2 separate regions of the Rattus norvegicus genome follow, and region 2 is linked to region 1. The links are chromatin contacts, called in public Hi-C maps. All regions are on one chromosome and are shown on one strand. Each heading gives the region's core, a stretch centred on a gene start, on an enhancer-like site or on the middle of the called end of the contact. The rest is flanking DNA. Distances are from core to core; before and after follow the strand shown.

Region 1 (6,482 bases), core at 1,319-3,818:
CCCTCCTTCCTCCCTCCACTCTGGGGTCAGGGGAGGGATAGCGGGCTGGTCCAATTTAGAAAAGACCACCCCACCCATCAGGGCCTAACTCACTCCAGGGCAGGGCTCAGTGGGCGGCCCCACCCACATGTTAAGGCCTCTGACAAAGGAGCCCAGGGGCCAGCAGGGGCCAGAGTACCCCCAAACCAGCAACATCTGCAAGGCCTTCATGACCAGTGAAGAAACTGAGACCTACAGCACACTGGCCAGCACTTTCCCAGAGGGGAAATGTAGGCTGAATGTGTGGGGGAAGGGTCCACAGCCCTTAGTCATCCTGCTGGTTGGAGCAGATTCCAAGGCAATTCCAGAGAAGTATCCTGGGAAGAACACAGCCAGCATGCATGCCTGCCCGCCCTGACCACCATGTCTGGCTCCCAGAGAGAAACAGCCTTGATACCCCTTTCAGGCTGAGTAGTGCCTGGAAATTCTCAGGCCCATTTGGGCTGGGCTTGCCCTGGGCAACAGCTGCCTGCCAACAGCCTACACTGTGGCTGGGTGGGCCTCTCTAGGCAAGCGGATGTCAGGGCAGGAAGTCCCTGCCCCCCTTTTCATCCCCCAGGCTAGTTGTAGATACCAAGCTAGAAGGCTGGCTTCACCCACTCTGGGCACAAAGTTTGCTCTGAGTCCTACTGACACCAATGACGGAGGGCCAGGTGAGGGGCCTAGACCTAGGCCAATCCTTTTGGGCTTTCTTGACTAGCCAATACTGGCCATCCCAGCTGGGGCTGCATTCTTGGGCTTATAAGGCAATCCCCCCTGCCACAGGGAGGAGTCAGCTCCCAGCTCCACCCTCCCCACCAGGGTGGACTGAGGAATGGGACCGAGAATCCTACAGGCCCGCCTTGCTACACCTCTGCTCAGGGTCAAAGGTCACGACAGCCCGCTACACCAGCTGACTGAGACTCAGCCCTCAAACAGGGTGGCGGCAAGAGTTCCCTGTCCTTACACATACAGAGAGTACAAGCCGTCCGTTTTGTGCCTCAGTTCAAACCCTTGCTCTGCTGTGGACCTGCTGAACGTGCTCCTCCACACCTCCAAATTCTATCACTTGGTGAAACATGACAACTGCTATCCCTTGAATAGCAGTGAAATTAAAGTTACATCCAGCTGGGGACCTGGCTCCACTCGCTGCTCTTCCAACTAAGACACTTCTCGGAGTCATCAGTCTCCAGTACTGAAGGGATCTCCCCCTTGGCACTCATAGGTGGGCGGCCACGGGTGGAATAGCATCAAATACCATGCCAAAGTGGGGAAACTGGGAGCACCCTGTTGGGAGTCTCTGTAGTGTCTGTTTGGATCTGGGCACTCCTGTCCTTTTGGTCCTAGCTTGCTCCTGTGGTTTCCCACCATGATCTGCTCGAAACCTGAGCACCCAAGAACCCTTAGGGAGTTTGTTCCCCCATCCAAGGCTCACCCGAGAGATGGAGAGGGGCACGTTGAAGTCCTTGCCCCCTTGCAGACGGAAGCCCCAAGGGGCAGGTCCCTCCAGCACTACCTTGAAGGAATCCATGGTACCTGCTCCTGTGAGGAAAGAAGAGAAAAGTGTCTGCACTGCAAATTGGCAGGCAGGTCCAGATCTGGGCACTAGTGTTGGCCAGGTACCAAGAAGGCACGGGCGGACGCTAAGCACACACAGGCACTGGGAGGCAGGTATCTCGTCTGGCTTGGCTGGGCTCCTGGCAGGCCGACCTCTAGCAGACAACAGGCAAGTTGGTTCCCCACCCTGCCCGCTGCCACTGGGAGGGTGAGAAGAGTCCTCATCAAGCTCAATTTCTTTTCTCTTCCAGGGGTTGGCTGTAGGGTTAATTGGCACTGCTTTGCCCAAGCTAACCTGGAATCTCAGGAGGGCGGCGGGGTGAGTCAGGGGCCAGCTCCCCCTCCTTCCCCGGGTCCCGGCAGGCAGGCCGCCGCTGGAGCCTGCTCGGACTATATAAGGCGTGTAAGCTGACACTGTGGAGAGCCCGAGGAGGGAGCACTTTAGGGGCTTGGGATATGAGGGGGAGGGGTGGGGAAGGAGGACGCTGGAGCAGGTCCTAGCCATTTTGGGACAGGTCGGGGCTGCTGGTGGCCAGGGCGGGACCCCTGGGCTCTGCAAGGGGAAAAGAAAAACTGGGGTACTGGCCCTGTGGAGAGCGACGGGGGTCATGTCCCTTACGCATGGCTAGAGAGGGGATCCTTTCTGGAAACCAGAGAAAGTAGTGCCACCCACGCACGATGTTCCCTTGCCAACGTGACTCTGTTTCCCTTCGTCTCCCGCCCCAGCCCCGCGCGCTTGGCTGCGTCCCCACCGCACACAGTGGCGCAGGCGCCAATCAGCCCCACTTCGCCGCAGGAAGGCGGGGGCGGAGGCTGCGGCCCGAGCCAGCCGAGTGAATCTGGCACACTCCACGACCGCCCACACCCTCCCCAGCGCCTCAGCAGTCCATGGGACCCCGTAGGATGCAGCCCAGGAACCCCCTCGCGGACGCCGGTACCTGAATGCCCGGCTGGGCGGCTGCCTGGCGGCCTCCAGGAGCCGCGCTGGGATCCGCCGCTGCGCTCTGACCCCGCCTCCGCGGACGCCGCGCATTTTGAGCCCGCGGAAGGGGGCGGAGTCCTAGACCACGCCCTCCCCAGGCCAAGCGAGTGGACAGACCGGGGTCGGTGGGAGGCCCCACCCAGTCCAGAAGCCCTGAGTCTCCAGGAGGGGGAAGGCGATGTCAGGCACTTACCCTCGCCAGCCCCGTCCCTGCCCAGCCTGTGCCCTACTCCAGGCTCTAGCCCGAGCCCCTTGCGCCTCCCACGGGCGGAGTGGAGGAAAAGCATCCCTTTGAAACACCCAAGTTGATTGGTCTTCTCTCACCTTACTCTTCCTTGTAGGGGAAAGTGGCATCATTAACACTTCTGTTAGGGATACTGTTAGAGGTCGATGTGGTCAGCACCATCAGATTTCGGATTCTCCAGGAACTGGAGAAGCGAGACAGGGTAGTTTCAAGTTACGTTTCCTGGCGTTCGGAATGTAGCTCAGTGGTAGAGCTCGTTGGAGGCTCTAAGTTCAGTCCTCAACCCCAAACCCAACTAAAGGCTTGCAGGGGCTTCAGTGAATATATATACATACGTACGTACATACATACATACATACATACATACATACATACATACATACATAGCCAACGGGGGCGGACTTAGCTCCACTTGTTTCCTGACAGTGTAAGTTCATCCAGACAGCAGCCCACAGCCCTGAGACTTCACCCAAGCTCCCAGAACCACTGTTGGAATGGTTTCCTATTTACACCCAGTCCAGAGTACACACTGTAGCTGTCTTCAGACACACCAGAAGAGAGCATCAGATCCCATTACAGATGGTTGTGAGCCACCATGTGGTTGCTGGGAATTGAACTCAGAACCTCTGGAAGAGCAGTCAGTGCTCTTAACCGCAGAGCGATCCCTCCAGCCCTCAGAGGCCCTCCTTTATCCTCAGCTTTAGCCAAGGGTGGGCAGAAAGGAAAAGCTGAGCTCTCCTGAGTGTTTGAGTGAGTAGTGAGGTGCACAGTCTCCCCTTGCCCAGCCCCCAACTGGCATTGCACCACCCTCTTCCCCGTCATTGTCCTGAGTACACATTGGCCTATGGAAGTTGTCACCTTTGGAGAAATCCTCTTCAGGTGGATCTGAGTTCAAGGCCAGTCTGATCTACAGAACGAGTTTGAGGGCAACTGAGGCTACATAATGAAGCCTTGTCTCAAAAAACTGAAGGAAGGAAAAAAAAACCCTTCTTCAGCTGTTTGCTGTGTTTCTGTCTCCATCACTTCCCCTTTGTCCTTGTCACCTATAGTACTCTTGACGCTTTCTCCAGGTCTCCTATGACCTCAGTCAAGTCAGTTGCAGCCTTCAGGGTTCATCCTGTCCTGACAAGGAATGCTGATCTACACCAGGTTGATCAGGTTTCCCTCTTACTTCCTTTGTTTCTTCTTCTTCTCTTTCTTCTCCTCCTCCTCCTCCTTCTCCTCCTCTTCTCTCTCTTTTTTTTTTTTCCCCAGAGCTGGGGACCAAACCCAGGGCCTCGCGCTTGCTAGGCAAGCGCTCTACCACTGAGCTAAATCCCCAACCCCCAATGCCTTCTTCTGCCCTCTTCAGGCATCAGGCGCACACAAAGCATACATATACCAGGGAAACACCCATCCACATAAAATAAGGGCTCCTAGTGTAGACTGGCTTGAACTTGCATGGGTTCCCAGACCTTCCAGCTCTTCCTCCAGAGGGCTGAGATCACACCACCAAGTCCAGCAGCTCCCTTATCTAAAATCACCATGTCTCTAGCTTCAAGGCTTCCTTCCCTCTATAACTCTTCATCTGCCTCCAGTCTTCGCCATCTGGTCACTAAACTCCCACCTTAAGAGAGCCCTTAACTCTCCCAATTTGGCTTTCAATAACACTGAAAGTGGCCAAAGAACTAAAGAACTGTAGGTGTCAATGATGGATTCCTCATCTACAAGCCTGCCAGGGAGGTTTCTGAAACCACACGACCCAATCCAAGTTTGCACTTCTCACTCCTTGCTGGTCTCAGCCAATGATGTCATTCACCTGCCTGGTTCTGTCTCCTCTCATCATCTCTGCAGATTCCACCTCTACTCTACGATGTTTTCATGTTTTCGCAGCTAACCCTTGCTGCTGTCCCACCCACCGCCCTGGAATGCTTCAACACCTAGGAGCCTCCTCGCTGACCCCGCCGCCCGCTCTCACCCTCGCCTCCCTCACAGTCTTCTTGCATAGCTGATGTGATATTCTTAAAGCAGAGATCGCACTTCATCCTTTTAGCATGCCAGTGGGCTCGCACTCGATTTAAAATAAAACTAAAATCCTTACGACCTACCCAAGGCTAAGAAACTGGGTCAAGGGTTAGGTCTGGCAGCACAAGGCCTGTGCAACCCCAACTACTGGGGAAGAGGAAGGTTACAAGTTCAAGGCCAGCCAGAGCAATTTGGTGAGACCCTGTTTCAAAATAAGATTTAAAAAAAAAATTTTTTTACTGGATATATTTCTTTATTTACATTTCAAGATTTTTTTTTTTAAAAAAAGAAATATGATAAAAATAAGGGAGAGGAGGAGGTTGTGCTTGGCTTCTTGGGCTAGATGCTAAGTCTGAATCTCCAAGATGGAAAAAGGAAATGCAACTGGCCAAGCCTCTTCCACGATTGCCCACTTCCCTTAGGCCGCTGTGGCCTTGATTCTACACCTCCAAGCACATTCTTGCTTCAGGGCCCCTTTGCATCTTGTAATTCCTTTTGCTTCAAACAACCCCCCCCCCCCACACACACACCAAGAGACCTAATAGCCTTAATTTTTTTTCTCTGTTTAAATACTGCCTCCTGGGGGTGGGGGTGGGGCTGCATAGATGGCTCAGTGGTTAAGAGCACTGACTGCTCTTCCAAAGGTCCTAAGTTCAATTCCCAGCAACCACATGGTGGCTTACAACCATCTGTAATAGAATCCAATACTCTCTTCTGGTGTGTCTGAAGATAGCAACAGTGTACTCATATACATAAAATAAATAAATCTTTTTTTTCTTTTTTTCGGAGCTGGGAACCGGACCCAGGGCCTTGCGCTTGCTAGGCAAGCGCTCTACCACTGAGCTAAATCCCCAACCCCAAATAAATCTTATAAAAAAAAATACTGCCTCCTCTTGGGCCCTTCTCTGAGTATCCCATCTAAAACAGCTCCAGAAGCTGGAGAGATGGCTCTTTCAAAGGACCCGGGTTTGATTCTCAGCACCCACAGGGTGGCTCACAACCATCTGTAATTCTAGTTCCAAGGGATTTCGGATACCCTCTTCTGGCCTCCTTGTGTGCCTGGCCCGTATGTGGTGCGCAGACATTCGTGCAGGCGAATACTTAGACAAAAGAGAATAAACAAATACATTTTAAATAGTTAAAGCGGCAGTTCCCTGCTACCATACCTGCACCACACCCTAGACCTTTAACCTACTTTTTTTTCCCCCTGCAGCACTTTCCAGCCTGTGACATACGGTGTGCCTCTGTTGTCCTGTGGGCCTCCCTAGCCTGCACACGGAGCCTTGCAAAGGGGCAGTGAAAGAAAGAGGACGGCAATTTGATGTCTCCTGGCCACCTGCTGGCTGTCAGGAAAGACCTCCAGGACCCTCTCTTGCTCCACAGAAAGGTCTGAGTCTGGGTGCCGTTTTGTTTTGGGATCTTGCCAGGAACACAGCCTCGGGGTTGGAACTGGCACGGACTAGGAAGGATACAGCGCCCTCTGGTGGCCAGAACCCCTGCCGCTCCCTGGCCAGCCCTCTTAGTTCTGAAAGTCTCCAGACTATCTCTTCTAACCTGGTTGGACCAAGATGGAGATTGCTAAGACAGGTCTTGATTGTGTAGCCTAGTCTGGTCTTTACTACCTGGGCTACCGTTTTGTAGCCCAAGCTGGCCTACTTCTTTGTAGCCCAGGCTAGC
Region 2 (6,482 bases), core at 1,266-3,765, 180 kb before region 1:
TGTACCTGAGCCTTTCATCTCTGGGCACAACTGAGGTGCTTTCCTTGGTCTTCTGAGCTTTGCAACTTCTCCATCCCAGCCTCAGCCTATCTTCACCCCCACAAAAAAAGAGAAAGTAGCTGCAAGACTCAGGGGTCTTTTTCTTGCCTAATGTTAGAACCTCTGCGATTTGCTCTACATTCACAGACATACAAGCATTTACAAAAAAGGGGTCGGTGGGATCATAAGAAAAAGCCCATTGTTTCTCGGTGGTTTCAGTGATAGTCCAGATGGGAAGTCTTCACATAAGTGAGGCCCACACGGCCCCAGGAACGACTAGGTGTTCTGACACCCAGTGCACACAGCAAGGAAATGCATCAATTTTATTTACAGTTCAGAAGCTACTTAAATAGTCTGGCCAGGACAGAAGCCTGGGATTCAAATCAGCCCTTATCCCTCCTCATGCCCACAGTCAGCCCAACACTGCCTCCGTTCCTCGGGCCAGCACAGGCAGGTGCCACCTCTGCTGCAATGGGCACCTGGAGTAGCTCAGACGCTTGACCACTCCAGCCCAGACAAGAGTTGGGTCCAGCCCCTCTGGGAGTTCATCTAATTCGACTGGGCAGATGAGTTGTGACTCAGTGGTGACAACAGCTGTAGAAGTAAGGGTTTGCCTTCTGGCTCAGATCCACGCCTTTGTCCTCTGTCAGAGAGAGAGGTGGCAGCTCAGCACTATTAGCTGGGGGATCAAGTAGGTCACCAAGAGGGCTGGGGACCATGAGGAAGTACACACCTGTCATCACCTGGAAAGCAGCCACACTGACGTAATCCTCTGCCACTTTCTGGAAGAGCTCGTCTGGCAAGCAAAGAATCAGTGAGGGCCTGAGGCCAGCAGCCCTGGGTACCCCAGTGGTCCAGCCCTCTGATCCTTTCTGCTCTACTGTCCTGTCTGTGCCTGCTGACAGGACCCAAGACAACACTCACCCACACTCTGGCCTGTCTTGCTGGATGTTTCAAAGAGCTGGGCTTTGATATCTGTAAAGAGAAGTGACTAAGTCCTCACCTGGGGAGCACACCTAAATGTAGCTAACAGTTCAGTCTCTTGAACTCCATAAGTTCAAGAAGGCTAGAAAGAAACCAAGGCTGTCATTCCCGTCCTTGAAATCCACTCAAGCAGATATCCCCCCCCCCTCAAGCTCCCATCCTCAGAGACTTAAAAACAGGTACTATCAGCGTAGTCCTGAACGTCATGGAAGTCTACACGACGGCGCCGCCTGTCTTCCTCCAGCAGATCACTCTTAGTGCCACACAGGTAGATTTGACAGCCCTGTAGCAGAAGACAAGGCTGAAATTATCTCCACAGACCAATACAGTCTCTGTCCCTAATCTTGTAGGATCTTGTCACCTACCTCTTCTAAACTGCGGAGCTCCTTAACCCAGAACTTGGCTCTCTCAAAGCTGCTGCTGTCGGTGAGGTCTTGGTAGGGGTAAGACAGGAGACACAATAAGGAACAGTGGCTTCCCGTTGATGCTGGCCTGTAACCCAACTCTTACTTGAACAGGCCAGAGTCCAACCCCTTACCATAACAGACAATTGCAGCTTTAGCACCCCGGTAATAGATTCTGCTCATGGCTTCGTAGCGCTCGGAACCTGCTGTGTCCTGAGGGGTGAAAGGAGTCGATGAGCTCCTTCACAAGACTACAAACTAGGCCCACATCTTCCAGACACCTCCCCTCCTTTTTTCTTAAGATGAGTAAATGGGTGTGCGGAAGAAAAGAACGACCTGTATGAGACTCCGGCTGACCGGTTTAAGAGGCAAGACATTAAATTTCGGGGATAGGTTTGCTCAAGACTCTGTTCTCAAGGGACTTACCCAAATACCCAGAGTCACCGTCCGATCTCCAACACACATCACCTTGGCCACAAAAGCAGCCCCGATGGTCTACAACCAGGGAAGAGATAAGAGTCGAATGCCGGTCGGCCCCCTTCCTCCCAAGCCTGCTCCGCAGGGGTGCACTCACGTTCTGATAGGGCCCCACCAAGAAGCGGTCGTGCACGTATCGTTCCACCAGGCTCGTCTTGCCCACGTATTCCTTGCCCAGCATAACCACCTTGACGTCCACGCGCTGCCCGCTCATGCTCCCGGGGCCGCCTCACCCACTTCAGGGTCTCCGCGGCCCAGGCAGAGCCCAAGCCTCAGACCCCAATCCCAAAGGCCTCGCACTTCGCAGGCTTCTGGTGCCTCGGCCCGGGGCGCTCCGTCCCTTACAGAGCCGCGGCGCGGGGACGCGGACAGCGCCCTCCACCGCGCCGCAGGGCCCTGCGCTGCTCACCCGCGCGACCGTCGCTGCGACAGAAGCTCCGCCGCGCCGGGGTTACCGACTGAAACCGGGTTCCCTATAGCTAACTCCAAACAGCACCTCTGGGACTGGACCACAAGAGGCGGGACGCCCGGTCACGTGACACGAGCGCCGGAAGTGGCCGATCCTGTGCGGCTGGCGCCGGAAGCGTCGCGCAGTCCTATAGCCTCTCATGGCGGCGGTAGGGACCTGGGCGCGGCGCCGCGGTGATTGAGCTGCGAGCCTGGCGGGCGTGCGCCTTGCCACGTGCCCTCCCCACCCCCGGGCTCTTCACCCTGATGCTGCACGGGTGCTGAGCCCGCCCGGGTCGGGACGATGGTGAAGTATTTCCTGGGCCAGAGCGTGCTCCGAAGTTCCTGGGACCAAGTGTTCGCTGCCTTCTGGCAACGGTACCCGAATCCCTATAGGTACGTGGTGGTAGGTAGAGCCAGTCGCCCTCCTCTCTCCATTTGGCTGTCCTTGAATAGTGGAGCCGTGAAAAACTAGAACAGAAAGTCCGATGTGAGCTATCTCCGGTGACTGTGGCCACAGTTATGGCACAAAGTCCTTATAGGATTAAGATCAGGCCAAGTCTGCAAGGTTGTAGATCGTGGTTTATATTAGGCTCTAGATTTCTATTTTGCGGTCGGTCCTAGGGAGACAGGAAGAGTTGAGCGGTAGGTATTTCGGGGCCTGAAATCCTGACGATGGCTTGCTCACCTGCTGGTGGCGCTCTCTAGTGGTATAATTCTTGAGATTTTGCTCGATTTGGAAAGCCACAGAATCCATGTCAGGGTGGAGGAGGGAGTTGGAATTTGCCCGGGGATAGGTTCATTGCACTCTAATTCCGAACCTGGGTACAGATCACTCTGTAAGATTGCAGGAAGCCATGACCTGGAGGCTCTAAATAGTAACCCGTAGACATTTCCTGAGAATCATCTGCATTTTAACACTTGCAGCAAACATGTCTTAACCGAAGACATAGTGCACCGGGAGGTGACCCCTGACCAGAAGCTTCTGTCCCGGAGACTCCTGACCAAGACCAACAGGATGCCACGTTGGGCAGAGCGACTGTTTCCCGCCAACGTTGCTCACTCGGTGTACATCCTGGAGGACTCGATTGTGGACCCACAGAATCAGACCATGACCACCTTCACTTGGAACATCAACCACGCCCGGCTGATGGTGAGACTTCCTTTGGTTCCTCAAAATAGTTGCCCTTCAGATTTCAGGCTGGAGAATTGTGGGAACTTCTGCGGCCAGAGGCGGGCCTCATCTGTAGAGTTCTGCCCTTAGATTGGTCTATCCTTTTTGAGTGGTTGGATTCTCCGGGACTGCCCCTCGGCTCTCAGATGGTGGGGAAAGACACCCATTTTCAAAGCTTGTTACAAGTGCTGTACACAGAGCAGTCGGTTGGTGACATACATACATACATACATACATACATACATACATACATACATACATAGGCTTTCAGGAGTTATACTGGGTGACAAAGGGAGACAGTGACTTCCATCAAGGCTTGGAGGTGTCTGGAATGTGCCTCAGTTTCTGCATGAGATTTGAGGGGATGCATCATGTTCCTTGGATCCTTCGGAAGGCTTGAAATCCCATGTTTGGGGATATTCAGAGTGTCATTTGCCTGTGTGACTAACCTTCAAGCTTCGAGATGATTCTTTCTCAGCTTCTGTAAACTTGAGAGGTGGGAATTGTGTGTTTTGCAAAAGAAAAGCTTTATAAAGATGTGCCCCTCACGGGCACAATGTGAGGAAGGCACCCTTTCCTGCCCGGCACTGTCTGAAGTCACCTCAGCTGAGAGCTCTGCTTGGTAACACAGTGGTGTGTTTGTGACTTCTCTTCACGTTCTTCAGGAGGCTCCCACACCCTTTGATAATAAAAGCTGTCATTATTGGGGGGGAGGGGACGAGAACACACACACACACACACTATCAGGAAGCTCAGAGGGGAGAAAGCAGATGAGAAACACTGTTCACCTCTATATCCAGAGGCCCCAAGCAAAGCCCTGGATCAGGGTGGAATAGCCGCTGATCCCAGGAAACTGCGTTCTACTTCAAAGGGTCAGCATTGAGGTTATAGAGGCAGAACAGCCTCTCTCCGGGCCTGAGATACAAAATGGGAAGAACTTTGTGGGGGCAGGAACTCACCCGATGTTGAGTGCAGGAATATGGTGCTAGCTTGTCTGAGCGTGCCCCTTCAGGGTGCTCAGCCTGACTTCCCTTGAAGGTGGTGGAGGAACGATGTGTTTACTGTGTGAACTCTGACAATAGCGGCTGGACCGAAATCCGTCGGGAGGCCTGGGTCTCCTCTAGCTTATTTGGTGTCTCCAGAGCTGTCCAGGTAAGAGGTTGGGGGCTGGGCTGGGCTGGGCCAGGCCGTGCTGGGCCGGGCCCTGGGTCATTGAGCAACTCTCCCATCATTCTCCTCCTTCCAGGAATTTGGTCTTGCCCGGTTCAAAAGCAATGTGACCAAGACAATGAAGGGCTTTGAATACATCCTGGCCAAGCTACAAGGTGAGAGCCCTAGACACTGTTTCAGGAATCGGGAGGACCCGCACTACCAATAGCTGGAGCGGTCCTACCTCTGCTTAACCAATGAAGCATGGGGCCAGTCTTAGTCTGAGACTCTTTATGTGTGCCCGGAAGGGCTGGAGGGTCAGGAACAGGGGGCTCCAACTATTCCTAAGAAGCCGGGCCCTTCAACAGTGACTGCCGAGGTTGATGAGGGGTTGGATGGGTCTTCTGGGCACCATCTGAAGCCAGCCCCTGTCATTGCCACAGGTGAGGCCCCTTCAAAAACACTTGTTGAGACAGCCAAGGAGGCCAAAGAGAAAGCAAAGGAGACCGCACTGGCAGCTACAGAGAAGGCCAAGGACCTGGCCAACAAGGCCGCCACCAAGCAGCAGCAGCAGCAGCTCGTATAGCCCTCTTCCTCTCCCTCCTCCCCCGTGTACTTGATTATTAAAGATGAACCTGCAGCCCTCTCTGCTGTCTGGGGTGGTGGGTCAGAGCGCTGTCCTGGTCAGCATCTGCACCACGTCCAGGTCTATCTGCTGGGCCGGTCGAGGGGTGCAGTGACTTGCCCAAGGTCACAGCAGTGCAATAGACTGTACGCTCCACGAGGGCAGGACTCCCCGTGTCCTCTGCTGGGTCCCACGTCCCCTGAACAATATTTAGCACATAACAGGCACTCAATAAACACATGATTTGACTGCCCCAGTTCTGGAGTCGGATAGCTTTGGTTTGAGTCTGGAGCTCAGGCACTCGCATCTCTGCCTCAGATCAGCACCAGGACGGCAGAGCAGCCGCCTCTCACGTGACCCTGCTTGCCAGCCACAGGTCTTACTTCCTCTTTTCCAGTTGTAGCTGCGACTTCCTTCATCTCATCGGGCAAAACCACGGACAGGAACTTATGAAAGAGGATTTTAATGAAAATACTGTGCGGTATATATGGGCAGAGGCCTGGGGCTTTGCCCAGGAACAAGAAGTTTACAGGCCTCTGGTCCCTGTGGGGAGCAGCAGAGCAGAGCCAAGCGCTACATAAAATCCCCTGGGGGTGGGGAGGGTAGCCCAGGCTCAAGCTGTGCAGCAGAGTCCAGAATCTGCTCCCACACGGTGATGGCTTTATTGTCACTTCGACACGTGGCTGTGAGCCACTGACTGGCGGGTTCAGTCCAGAGAGAGTACAGGCCACTCCGGCGGCGGGCATCATAGCCAGGTGCCAGTGCTGTGTGAGTAGCTGTGCTCCTGCCCAGCGCTGAAGCTCTGTAGGAGCTCCGTCTCAGTCCCAAACACCAGGCTTTCCACATCCACCTCCAGATCCTCTGCAAGGAGAAGCCAGTCAGGAACTCAGCAGCACATGCGACCCACCCCAGCCTCGTCCCTTCCAGGGCATACACCGCACCTTGGTCCGAGTCAAAGCGCTCAGAGGACAGGCCTGAAGAATCGAGGCTGTCAGCTCTCAGCCGGTCCCGCTCTCTCACTCCCAGCAGCCCCTGGAGCTGCTCCAACTGCTGCTGCAGGCTCTGCTGTCTGCTCCGAAGCTTCTCCTTGAGCCGCTGGGCCTGCTGCTCCTGCTCCTCCAGCTTCTGCAGAACCCACAGGGGCAGGGACCAGGGTCAGCTGCCCAGGGCTTTTGTCTACATC

What was found. A called contact is a pair of places that touch in the nucleus more often than the background predicts.
Region 2: a Hi-C map of frontal cortex shows a contact between it and region 1, with 2.7 times the contacts expected there. The contact joins the promoter of Prelid1 here to the promoter of Pdlim7 in region 1. A contact is called at or near these places in 9 of 12 Hi-C or Micro-C datasets (the A7r5 cell line, the Rat2 cell line, Schwann cells and 6 more).

Annotation. Positions count from the first base shown.
Region 1 is chr17:9,125,894-9,132,375 of GRCr8, reverse strand. It overlaps Pdlim7 (PDZ and LIM domain 7), which reads right to left and starts at 2,568. Exons shown (of 13, transcript NM_173125.2): 1 at 2,514-2,568; 2 at 1,454-1,560. The coding sequence starts at 1,549.
Region 2 is chr17:9,309,544-9,316,025 of GRCr8, reverse strand. It overlaps Prelid1 (PRELI domain containing 1), which reads left to right and starts at 2,515. Exons shown (of 5, transcript NM_001009636.1): 1 at 2,515-2,747; 2 at 3,279-3,504; 3 at 4,564-4,677; 4 at 4,772-4,850; 5 at 5,118-5,555. The coding sequence starts at 2,656. The coding sequence ends at 5,260. Rab24 (RAB24, member RAS oncogene family) reads right to left here and starts at 2,433. Exons shown (of 8, transcript NM_001015023.2): 1 at 2,002-2,433; 2 at 1,854-1,922; 3 at 1,562-1,640; 4 at 1,389-1,456; 5 at 1,207-1,306; 6 at 964-1,014; 7 at 773-835; 8 at 351-682. The coding sequence starts at 2,118. The coding sequence ends at 618. It overlaps Mxd3 (Max dimerization protein 3), which reads right to left. Exons shown (of 6, transcript NM_145773.2): 5 at 6,241-6,424; 6 at 5,748-6,160. The coding sequence ends at 6,045.